Regions from separate parts of the Anser cygnoides genome. Here all the other regions are linked to region 2. The links are chromatin contacts, called in public Hi-C maps. All regions are on one chromosome and are shown on one strand. Each heading gives the region's core, a stretch centred on a gene start, on an enhancer-like site or on the middle of the called end of the contact. The rest is flanking DNA. Distances are from core to core; before and after follow the strand shown. Region 1 overlaps ZCCHC14 (zinc finger CCHC-type containing 14). Region 2 holds the start of ZCCHC14 (zinc finger CCHC-type containing 14). Region 3 overlaps ZCCHC14 (zinc finger CCHC-type containing 14).

What was found. A called contact is a pair of places that touch in the nucleus more often than the background predicts.
Region 1: a Hi-C map of liver shows a contact between it and region 2, with 3 times the contacts expected there. The contact joins the enhancer-like site here to the promoter of ZCCHC14 in region 2. A contact is called at or near these places in 5 of 7 Hi-C or Micro-C datasets (fetal liver, granulosa cells and liver).
Region 3: a contact with region 2 is called in a Hi-C map of liver, with 4 times the contacts expected there. The contact joins the enhancer-like site here to the promoter of ZCCHC14 in region 2. A contact is called at or near these places in 4 of 7 Hi-C or Micro-C datasets (fetal liver, granulosa cells and liver).

What each region holds. Positions count from the first base shown.
Region 1 is chr12:2,576,185-2,579,903 of Taihu_goose_T2T_genome, reverse strand. It overlaps ZCCHC14 (zinc finger CCHC-type containing 14), which reads right to left. Exons shown (of 13, transcript XM_013197586.3): 3 at 491-564. Among named protein-coding and RNA genes, the nearest start is that of MAP1LC3B, 29 kb to the left of the region's middle. Within about 2 kb of position 2,458, at least 1 of the 3 cell types and tissues checked has open chromatin away from gene starts, as enhancers often do. A contact at or near this core is called in liver, where this site is marked.
Region 2 is chr12:2,543,321-2,546,992 of Taihu_goose_T2T_genome, reverse strand. ZCCHC14 (zinc finger CCHC-type containing 14) reads right to left here and starts at 2,330. Exons shown (of 13, transcript XM_013197586.3): 1 at 1,246-2,330. The coding sequence starts at 1,809.
Region 3 is chr12:2,591,830-2,595,731 of Taihu_goose_T2T_genome, reverse strand. ZCCHC14 (zinc finger CCHC-type containing 14) reads right to left here. Exons shown (of 13, transcript XM_013197586.3): 13 at 1-2,837. The coding sequence ends at 2,782. Among named protein-coding and RNA genes, the nearest start is that of MAP1LC3B, 13 kb to the left of the region's middle. Within about 2 kb of position 2,126, at least 1 of the 3 cell types and tissues checked has open chromatin away from gene starts, as enhancers often do. A contact at or near this core is called in liver, where this site is marked.

The sequences.
Region 1 (3,719 bases), core at 1,209-3,708, 33 kb before region 2:
TGAAACATATGCCACAGTCTCACACTCCCCTCGCTGCTGAACACAGAGATAAACGGTCATTCTGCCTCTTTTCCCATACACACAGAACCGCCCTGAGTACCTAATTTCTCTTGTTTGTCCAGATTAAGACTCAAATTCTTGTTAGCTTCTGCATTCCAGGACAGAGATACCATTTTCTGCAAGTGTGGCATGATTTTTTCCCATAAATATACATTTGCCACAACTGGCTGCGTTAGAGTGATTTATTTCTTTGCCTGTGTCCCACTTACCAGTCAATCTCTGCAACATCTACATATGTTAATCAACAGCAATTTATGACTACTTACAAATCACTGATTAAAAAAAAAAAAAAGACTAAGCACCTATCCTTGAGGACCAATTTCTGGGATCTAACAATGTCTGAGAATTTCTTTAACTCCTTTTTAAGTGTTATCCTCCCTTCTTTCAAAGGAAGAAAAAAAAAACAAAACAAAAAATCACCAGAACTTACCTCAAAGGAATATTCAACATTTCTCTCATTCTTCTTGTGTGCCAGTCCCTTTAGCTCCACTTTTTCAACGCTCACTATGAAAAAGCAAAGAGATAAGAAGAATGAGGAGGATGTTTTTAGCTGCATGCAGGTGTGATTATTCGTAGCTAGAGCCAGAACTCGCCCGCAGCGCGTTTGACGGCTGGCGGCAGTGCTTCAGGTGCACACTTGAGGGCAGATGGGGAAGGTGATACCCATTGGACCTGCTTTCCATTCTAGCTTTAGAAAGGCTTAATTTCAACCACCACCCAAACAATAGACCGAGTGCAAAGCTCTTCGTTTCCTCCTGGCCATATGACAGCACTCGCTGGCACGACAACAGACATGACAAAAGGGGATGGGTTTATCTGAGCAACATCACGTAGCAAAGAGCATCCTTCTAAGGGAAACCGTGTTTTCAGGGGCTGGTTTTACAAGGAGTTTAGTGCTTTTTTATTGCTCCGTTGACATCACGACTCCTCCTTGAGTGCAGGTTGACGGGAAACTTCAGCCTTAATTATTGCTATTTGTGTAAGTCGAAAGCAAAACCAGGATCTTACGGAGGGAAGGGCTGCACAGCCCAGACCCCGCTGCCTCCATCTCCACGTGTGTACAGCCTTTACAGACACAGCCCTAGGCATCAGATCGTTGAAATGCCACCTCCTTGCAGCCTCTCATTTCCCACACGCATCAAAGATCTCACTGTGCTAAGCATTATCCAGATTATTTTACTGCCTTTCTGTTTCTCTTGTAATTTCTCCTGTCTTGTGCCTGCACCCGTGGGGATACACAGATATTTTTTTTTTTCATAAAATCTCAATTGCATTGGCTTAACAATTCAAAAGCAATTATATGAAACCAGTCACGGGAACGTTAGCTGCCAACAACAGGTGCCGGGAGGGACGCACGCTGTGCGCATTGCATTTCCACACAGCAGTTCAAACGAGCAAAATCCACAGCCTGACATTTTCTTTCTGGGGAACTACAATCGACAACGTTTTTACTTGTTTTCAAGACTATTTATGCATTATGTCACCTGTATGACTCAGAGGTACGTTTATCGCATATATCTTTCTCTTCCCTGATAACATGAGCAGCCTATTCCCAAGGCCAAGGCGCTCCATCTCCAACCTGGGGCTCAATTTTCCTCCCCATGAAATAATCACGAGGCTTTACCTTGTCCATTGAAACCTTTTTGTTGTGTCCCGTCATTTAAAAAATGTTACCACCTAGCCCTTGGCTGTTTAACCGACCTCCTCTTAGAGTTTTATTTATTTGCAGTCAAAATTTTTAGAAGTGCAAAATTTTAAATAGATGTGCAGATGTTTATGTGGGTATTTGATACCAAATTTAGCACTCCCTTTATGATCCTCAGCCATTCCTTCTTCATGTAATTCCCAATTACAGTAACACAAATCCCTATGCTTGTGAATAACGTCAATTTACTACTTACTACTTTCTCTTCTACCTTATCCTTTTGTCGCGATTTGCTCCCCTTAAAGCTTTCAGTGGATTCCTCTCGCATTTCTGAGCTGCCTTCACAGTACTACCGCGCTGCTACGCTGCACGCTCAGCACCACGGGAACACGTCTGCTGCGTGCCAGATATTGATGAGCTACCTGGACAGCACGGAGATTTAAGCACGCACACAGTTCAAAGGTTTTCCTGCAATTTTAAGAAAAATCTCCCTCAACATACTGATTTAAGAGAATTCAGGACACCTGTAATTGTGATGACAGTTAAAATACAGCAAATATTGATCGGCATATTTATTTCGGGATTATAATTAGAGAGAAATTGTAGGGCGGATGTTGTGTGGGGTATCACCGTGCTGCTGCTGAAACAGCTGAAGGACGAGCGAGGAACTGAATGGTCAAAAGACTAGCATCAACCGCAGCAACGTATGCTTTGGAGTAGGACAAAGAAAGCCAGGAAGGTGGCAAGTGTTACTCAGCATTTGCCAGTTACAGTAAATCCAGTGTCGCTTTATTGAAATTTTATTATTATTTGTATTTCCTACAGTTTCTAAACATCATCTCTTTTATCTATTCATGACTCCTCTACAGTAATTCAAGCAACGCAGGATTACCTACCAACACAAAATGGAGCTATTTCTGGCTTACTCTGTGGGTTAATAACAAACTTTAACTCAACTCGTAGATTTTATTGTGCTGACAGTTACGTGACCTCTTCATGCTAAAGTTCTGCCCGAGCTTACCCAGTTAACACAATCTGCTGTGGCGAGTTTATCCTCTGGAAATGATTGCAATTAGCAAGGTGAAGCATTAGGTACACGTTTCTGCAGTGACCCCGCACTGAATCTCGTAAGACGAGGTCTGTTCCAGAGCATGAAATGTAGTTCATCGTGCAGCTGCAACGTGCTGATAGGTTGTCCAGACTGTTTCCAATGATCTGCAAAAATGCCCCAACTAGCTAACGATATGAAATGTATAATTAGTCTTATAATCAAGTTTTTGCTTACTTTGTTATCCGATGTTTTTGTTATGTGGGCTCTTGAATTTTTTTTTTTTGTATTATTTAACTGGTGGTTGATTTTATTAAATAGCCTTCCTAAACTTACCGTGCAGCTTAACTTTATTCAGAACGATCAATCACACAAAACTCAGGAAGAAAAAGCTGCCATCTACCCAGCAGGAGCGAGTGGATTTTAAATTCGCTGTCTAACAAATTGTCTAAAAATGGAAAAAAGGAAACATTTTTACCGTATTCATTTCAAAACCATGGGAAACTGTGCAAAGAGCTGACTCTACCCAATGTCACTATAAACGACTCCACGACCAGAAAAACTGTAGAGACTTCAGGACCCACAAGACTGGTGTATTTTCAGGATGCTGAATTCAGCGAGGCTCAAGCTTCCCCATCTGAGGTATAAAAAAACAGTCGATGTTTCTATTTCAGGAGACAGCCAGGGCAAGCACTTTTGCACCACCTTAAATCTAAGCTTCTGGTCTGGATCTAACCACCGGGAACTCATTCACGAGTAGCACAGGTTCACCCCCACATCAGGCATTGTGCATGGGGCAGGAACCACCAGGGCAGCTTGGAAGGGTGCGTATCGTCATGCTAGGGGATCGGTGGGAGGCATACCTTCCTTTCTGTCTGCTCCTTTCTTCCAGCGCTTCCCTGTAAAATGAGCCAACAGAAGGACTTGTGTGCGTGGGGACGCATCTCACCCACTGCTAGGCTTTCT
Region 2 (3,672 bases), core at 1,081-3,580:
ACGAAGTAGTCTTTCCATCTATATTTTATTCACATGCAGGCTTAAACTGAATAGAGAGGCATTCCCACACTCTGTTCTTCTTTCCCCTTAAAAGAAAGGGTCAGAAGCAAGCACTGTTTAAAGACGCAGGAGGGGAAGATAAAAGGACAAACAGTAAGTTTAATAATACTCATCCAAAGTTTAAACTTCAAGCAGCAGCACCAAAAAACATAAAAACGGAAGAAAATTTGTATTCGGGGAAGCATAAATTCATCTCAGGCAGATTTGATCCTAACTTGAAAGGAACCCGCACGGAGCCCTCAGCAACAGCTTTATTCAGGATAATATTGCAATACGGGGATTTCTGTAGCCCTCAGGTATACCGCACCTTTCCCGACGGAAGGGTAACCGGTTATTTGCTGGCTGAGTCAGGACATCCTCAAAAGCTGCAGCCCGTTAGCTGATCACACGCACCCACTGCCTTGGGACTCGGTTTGAACTTTAAAGCAGGTTAAATTCAGTCAATGAGCCGGGTTGACTCCCTAATTGGTAGCAGGCTAAGAGCACTTAAGCGGTCGGTAACGTATCTCATGGCTAACAGCACGTCTTAAAACGTTACTGCCTGGCTTAATTGCTGGCAATTGAATGAACGAACAGCAAGTTAATGATGGCGAACCACTGACACCAGGATCAATAACGGGGAGATCCGCGATGACAGACAACCACCGCGTTTCTTGAAGTTCAGCGTCAAACCCTAACCGTTGGCCATCGCATTTGCCTAACCAAAACCCAGACCCAGCAAGACGCCTTTGCCACTGGACAGCTACTTCCAAAGCTGACTCTCCCTTCCAACTTCGAGGGAAATTTTTAACCAGATGCTCGCTCCAACGTCCAGAGACATTAGATGTGTATCTCCCCTAATAAACTGCTGGTCTTCCATGCAACCGGCAGGGCAGCCCCCTCAGCAGAAGCACGGCCAGAAGCAGTCAGTTAACGTTTACGCCGCTGCCTGGCCATCGTTTTGGGAACCCCTTCCCAACGAGTGCCACGAGCCTGCAAAAACTCCACGCGCCCCTTTTATTTCACCTGCCGTTGACCGCCCCCATCACCATATCCAGGCGAGCAATCTCTGCCAGCCTCCCAGGCTGCCATTTACTACCGGAACGCCTGCACACCAGGAGGAAGAAGGGAGGTTTAAAATCCTGGCTGAAGGCACCGAGCGCCCCGCAGCAAGGCCACGGCGGCACGCGAATGCCGGATACCCACCTTGTGGCAGCCAGGGTAGGTTGCCATGGTGTTGAGGGCAGAGGTGCTGGGGTTCTTGCTGGTGCTGGCCATGATGTTCTGGATCTGGGTGAGCTCCTGCCTCAGCACCTGCTTCTGGTGGAAGCTGAAGGCCGGGTGGTTGGATGCCATGGTGAAGAGCAACAGGAACTCGTCCCCCGTGCGGCCCTCGTTGAGCTGCAGCCCATAGTTGTTGATGACCGAGTCGATGTGCGTGAGGGTGCGGAACAGCACCCCGGCCGCCTCGCGGTGGGCAGAGCCCAGCAGGGCGAGCGAGACGAGAAGTTTGCTGCGCACCACCTCGTCCGTCAGGTTGGTCAGGCTGCCCAGGTCGGCGGGGTTGTTGGCCTTGATCTCCGAGTCGCGCAGCGAGTGGTAGTCCTTGCGGGCCAGGTCCTCCAGGCAGGCCCCCAGGAAGCGCAGCTCCAGGGGGATGCACAGGTCCAGGAGGCCGCAGAGAAACTCCACGCGCTGAGGCGACGGCAGCTCCGAGAACCACCGGTACACCCCGTCCCGCTGCAGCCGCGGGCACCGCTTCTCCACCATCGTGCTCCGACGGCCCCCGGCCCGCACCGAGCTCGCCCGGGGGGCCGCGGGCAGAGCCCCGAGGGGAACCCGCAGGCCCGCAGCCCCCGCCCGGCCCCCTCCTCGCCGAGGGGGGCCCAGGGGGCCCGGCGGTGAGGGGCAGCCCCCGGCGGCGGGCAGGGCCGGGCCGGGCCGGGCCCCCCCCCCGAGGCGGCCGCCGCCGCGCGGCCTTGCCGCGGGGTTCCCGGCTGGCAGGGCCCGGAGCGGGGCTCCGCCGCCTGCTCCCGGTCCCTAGCGGGGCGGCCGCCGGCCTCAGCCGCTCGCCGCCATCCCCCGGCCGGGCCCGGCCCCGTCCCGCAGCGAGGCGGCCGCGGGAAGTAGTCCCCGGCCGGTAAGCGGCGAGCGGGCGGAGGTGCACCGCGGGGGCCGCAGCACGCACACGCCCCGCCGGGCCGCGGCGGAGGGATCCCGCGGTGAGCAGGCCCGGGCCGGCAGCGGAGCGGAGGGAAGGGGAGAGAGAGAAAGGAGCGGCGGAGCGCCTCCACTCCCGGCCTGACCCCGCCGCCAGGCCCCGCCCACCGCGCCGCCCATTGGACGAGGGCGCTACTCGCGGGCGGCGATTGGTCGGCGGCACGCTCCTCCCCGCCTCCCGTCCTCCGAGGGGGTCGATCGGTGGGGTTTAGCCCCTCCTCCCGGCGCTGATTGGCTGGAGGGGCCGTTAAATAGGGGAGGGGCGGGAACGGCCGCCTTTTGTGTGGGGCCGCTCGGCGGCGGCGGTTGGGTGCGGCGGGGCGGAGGGGGCAGGGCTCAGCCCCGGGGCGGTCCCTGAGGGGCCGGGCAGAGGCCGTGACCGACAGGGCCGGCCCCGCCGGGGGCTGTGGTGACGAGGCCGGGCCTGTGGTGATGGGCCCTGGCCCGGGGCTGTGCCTGAGCAGCTTCTGGTGTGTTCCCACCTCCGGGCAGGGCTTGTCCCTGCTGTCCCCTCAGGGCGCCCCATCCTGACTGACTGACTTGGCGGTCCTTCATCCTGACTGACTTTTGTAATGGTCGCCCATCCTGACTGATTTTTGTAGTGGTGCCCCATCATGACTGACTTCTTTAGTGGTTCCCCCATCCAGACCGACTTACCTAGTTGTCCACACACTGACTGACTTTCTCAGTCACATCTGACCTTCCACATTTGCACCCCATTTGCACTGACTCCTCCTCACCTGTACTCGTCACTTCCAGTGTGCCGCGATAGGTGCCCTTTTCCTGGCACTTTCTGTCAAAAACACCTTCATTTTGACCGTGAGGAGCCATGAGGTGCACCAGGGGCATGGCTGCAGTGACCTGTTCCCTCATCTTCCTGTTTCACGATGTTAAAATTTGGCACGTGGAGGTGGCAGGGCGTAGCATGGCATGGGCTGCTGCTGGGCACCCAGTGCCAAAACCCCAATAAAGCTTCTGGCACCAGCGGTCGCCTCGCCAAACCAAGCAGCCTCCGCAGTCAAAGCCAGTTTGGCAGTTGACTTCAGATTGTCTCTAAACACAGTATGGAAACAAAAGAGTCCGTAAAGGCCTCTTAAAATGGTAATTCTTTCCCCGCGTTCCCACTCTTCTAAGCCAGCATTCTGGCTGGCAGCAGCGTCAATGCATGCAATGCAAAATTTGAGGCGGATTTACTGCCCTCGGAGCTGGATTTGCCTACAGATTGCACAGACGGCATCCAGCAGCCGAGAGGCGGATGCATAATTTCCTTTTTTTTCATGTTTTTCTGTGGGATTCAGTTGTGGGCCTGTTGTAGCCCCGTGGCCAGGCTGCGCATCAGCTAGATGAATGGTACGGGTGGGGATCTTTACGTGAAGCAGGCCAGGAAAACATCTAAATGCAGCCCCGGGCAGG
Region 3 (3,902 bases), core at 877-3,376, 49 kb before region 2:
GCCTCTTAAAAACAGATTAAGGATTATTTTATGGAACTAAAGTGCTCTGTTCAGACTTACCAACTTTGGTTGTTCTTGGTACAAAGCGGACAGCGTTTGCTGGCAGGTCGGAAGCCGCAACTCGCTGTGATTTAGGGAAGGCTCGTTAACTGGTGCTGGCTCGTCTCACATTTCTCTATTACACTCACGTTGCTTTAAGGTACTCAAGACTTCTGAATTTGAACGTACTCTAAAATCAGACTTCACCATTTAAGAACGTTACCTAAAAGTACACGTAAGCCACTTTAAGAAACATCAGCCTTAACTTTACACAAAGGAAACAATCCCAAAGAAAGCTCTGAAGATAGGAATGAAACAGTTTGCTGGATAGAAGTTCAGTTTTACAGTCCTTTTGTTATGGTTTCAACTCTGTGATGAGTATTAGACAAGACTATGTTCCCAGCCTTGGGCATTAAAATGCAACTGGTACAGATTTTTTTTTTTTTTGCTGTTGATTTTTGCTGTTTTGAGAGGGTTTTTAACACTTGCATGTGTGTTGAAACACAGATTATTTAAATACGATTCAGTTTTAAAATATTGTTTTAAAAAAAGTGAAAAAAATGTTAAGGTTTGGCTTTCAGCACATGTTCCAGGCCACTGGAGAGACCCTCAAAGCTGTAAATAGTAAACATTGTCAGTGAAAACTGCACGTTTCCCTCAGCGTAACACAGTATGACAGATTGTTCCTACCATTGTCTCAAGCTCATTAAGGCAAAGTAAATTGCATTGTCAGTTTTCATCACTTTAGTGTTGTAGGTCTGAAGGTTGCTCGTTACAATGCAGGTAACCTCGAAAAGCAGGCAGAGCCAACAGAAGCATCCCAGTGGTGTGTGCAGCACTGCGTGTAGTGTGAGCTGGGCTGAGAACACACGAATCTGGTTCGTTTTCATTGCATAGGAATAAGAAATAATTTTTTTTTTTTTTAAACCAAACGTTATGCAAATTGAGACTTTGGTTCCCGTGAAGCCAAAAGCGGTGCGAGCTGCAGGCAGGTGCCTGCGCTGAGCTCGGGTTTTTGCCGTCCCACCTCGCGGCGCCTCTCTGGGGATGCTCATTTCTCAGTCTGGCCCCGCTAGCATTGCTCACACCTCCTCGGTCCTCGCTCGGAAAGCAGGACTGGGGGTGGCCCGGAACATCCTCCCTATTCACGTGCTCCAGGAAAGTCTCGACTGTCAGCCCCCTCACACGGCTGGTTCCTCGCTAAGGGCCGACCTCCGAGCAGCTCTGCACGGACGGGGCTTCCCTCGCTTTCCAGCGAAAGCCACCTGCCCCACCACGGACACTACTCATCCTGGTGTGAATCGGTGTAAGGGATACCTCCAAGTGTAAACAAGGCTTCAGACTTTAAAGGTGTCTTCCAAATTACAGTATGCAAATATCTCTCTGTCAGACATTTTCTAGAGAAGGCCTCACCCATTTAATGGTGTCAAATTCCTCGGGTGAGCCACGAGGATTAGTATCTCCTTTCAACGAGACAGGACCAAACTGTTTCAAATTAGCAGTTCAGGATTTGTTTGGCTTCCTCTCAAGTCCTAATTTAGATTTGTCACCCACAAATTATGTACGCTAAGTAGTTAACACCAAAGCTAGTCATCTACAATCTATTGCAACGAAGGAGGCTGACAATAAATCCTTCAAAGTCTTGATAATAATGAAGTTTACTACCTTTTACATGTTTGACTTCTACCACTTCTGAATCCTGTAGCAAAAGCCTCGGGGTAGGAGTCAAAGGTTTTGTTTTATATAAAGTAAAGCAAAAGCTTACAAACTCTGCTGCCAGAGTTCCTTTTTTTTTTTTTAGGATGGTTTAAAATTCATTTACAAAAGCAGAATAATAAGGTTTCTGTGAAAGAGACCTATATACAGTAACAGGACGTAAAGGTTGTTTTGTGTACTACAGGAAAATATCCTTGAAGCCTTTATGACTCTGGAGTCTCTGGGACTTGGACCCTTGGAAACTAAGCTTATTCCACCGCTGGGAACCCAGCACTACCTAGCAATAAGTGAGACAATGAAGTACAAGTTTGTTTCCAGAAGGAACCCAAACTGCTGCGTGTGTTCTTTTGGAAGGGGAAGGAGAGACTTACTTAAGATTTGTATTGTGTAGTTTAAGCCACGTAGCCTGCTGGTGCCAATTTTTAAAAGTTGGAACTTCTTTGCCTCTTGCACTGGTCTCAGAGTGACACTGTCTGCTAAAAGTGCAGAAAGCTTGAAGAGTTTTACATTCTTCTGTAGTGCAATCCTTAAAAATCCCAGAGATTAGTGCCTGATCACTTTTGAAAAAAAGTAGACATTTTACCTAGCCCAGGGGTGCCAAAGTCCTTCTGGCGAACGGCCACTCCTACCTTCCGCCTCCAGCTTCCACTTCAGAATGTAGCTGCCCTGGAGTTTGACGTTTCACCTCAGAAAGTCCACGTGTGGCAACATTCTCCAGCAAAAAAAGTACATAGGTTGTTGTACTTGCAACAGAAAATGCAGCTGGCCAGCTCCACCATCCATCCAGTACGCATCGGTCCTATGACACGTAGTCAGAAGTTCCAACAGCAAGATCCAAGCATGAATTTGGCAATCAAATATGGGTTCGATGCACCCCTAAGCTAGATTTTCTACCTAGTCTAATAAAGTAAAGCACCTTTGGATTAAAAAATACATTAAGCTTAACAGCAACTGGACGTCTCAGTTTTGTGGTTCAGTCTCCTTATATCTCCATGGCTTACAGTATTTTCTTGCCAGATAAAAATGTCAGTCTGTGGAGTCCAGGCTTTCAGAGGGAGGAGCGTATTTCAGCCTAAAAGTACCTGGGGGAGAGGAAACAGAAAAATTAGACAACATGAAGCTTTTCACACCGGTCACACCTCAGAACTTTCTAAAAGAACCTGCTTCTTATTAGATTTTTAACACAGTATTACAGCATCACGCCAGTTTGCAGCACCCCTGTGATGCTGCAGAAAAGACTAACCAGCACGTGTCTGCGCCCAGCAGGAATGAAATTCAAAGCACAGCTTTACACAGCAAAACCTGCTGGCTTAGGTGTGGTTTTAGGGCTGGCGAAAATTAGTTTGGATGGCAAAAAAATAGTTTAAATCTGGTCAATTCACTGAAATGCAGCTTTAAAAGACAGCAGACTACGGCTCCGAAGTTCTCTCAGCTCGGATTGCCTGAGTCAGTGTCACTTCCTTCCCATCAGCCATTATCAAAATATTAGACACAGAAACTCCATGCATTATTTACATTTTCGCACTGCTGGTAATTGCTGCCTCGAAATCAGTCACTTGTTAATTTATAATGATCAAATATTTGAGGTCTCGCCTGCACTGTATAAAAACTAATGCAGACGTTTGCTATGGACAAGACACGGTGTAAAATACAGCACTTCGGTGCTGTTTGCTCCAGTCGAAGTTCGTATTTAACGTTTAAGTTTGTATCACATGAAAATGCTTTCAAAACAACGAGCCAACCAAAAGAACAAAGAAAAACGGGGCTGCAAAGTGCTCTCGGTGAATTAACATTTCTCTCTCAGTTGTCTCCCGCCCAGAATTAAGGATTTCAAACCTCTGCAGGAGAACCACGGAAGCAACAGGCCATACAAAATAAATAGAGCTGCAAACTCCTACAGGGGACCTTTCCTAAGGACCCGGACAGTAATCCCTCGTTTATGTAACTGCTTTGGGAAGAAGGGAACGAGGGAACAGAGATGTTCAGTTTGTAAACTTGCCGGGGAAGCTGAAATTCTAACCAAAATGACCCGGATTGCAAGGTGCAAGCAGCACCAACAATTCTGCTGCCACCTGTCAACACAAACACCTTCCTTCTCTCGGTGTGTGCTCCACCGCTCCGAATGCAGCTCAACAAGGCTTTTTTAT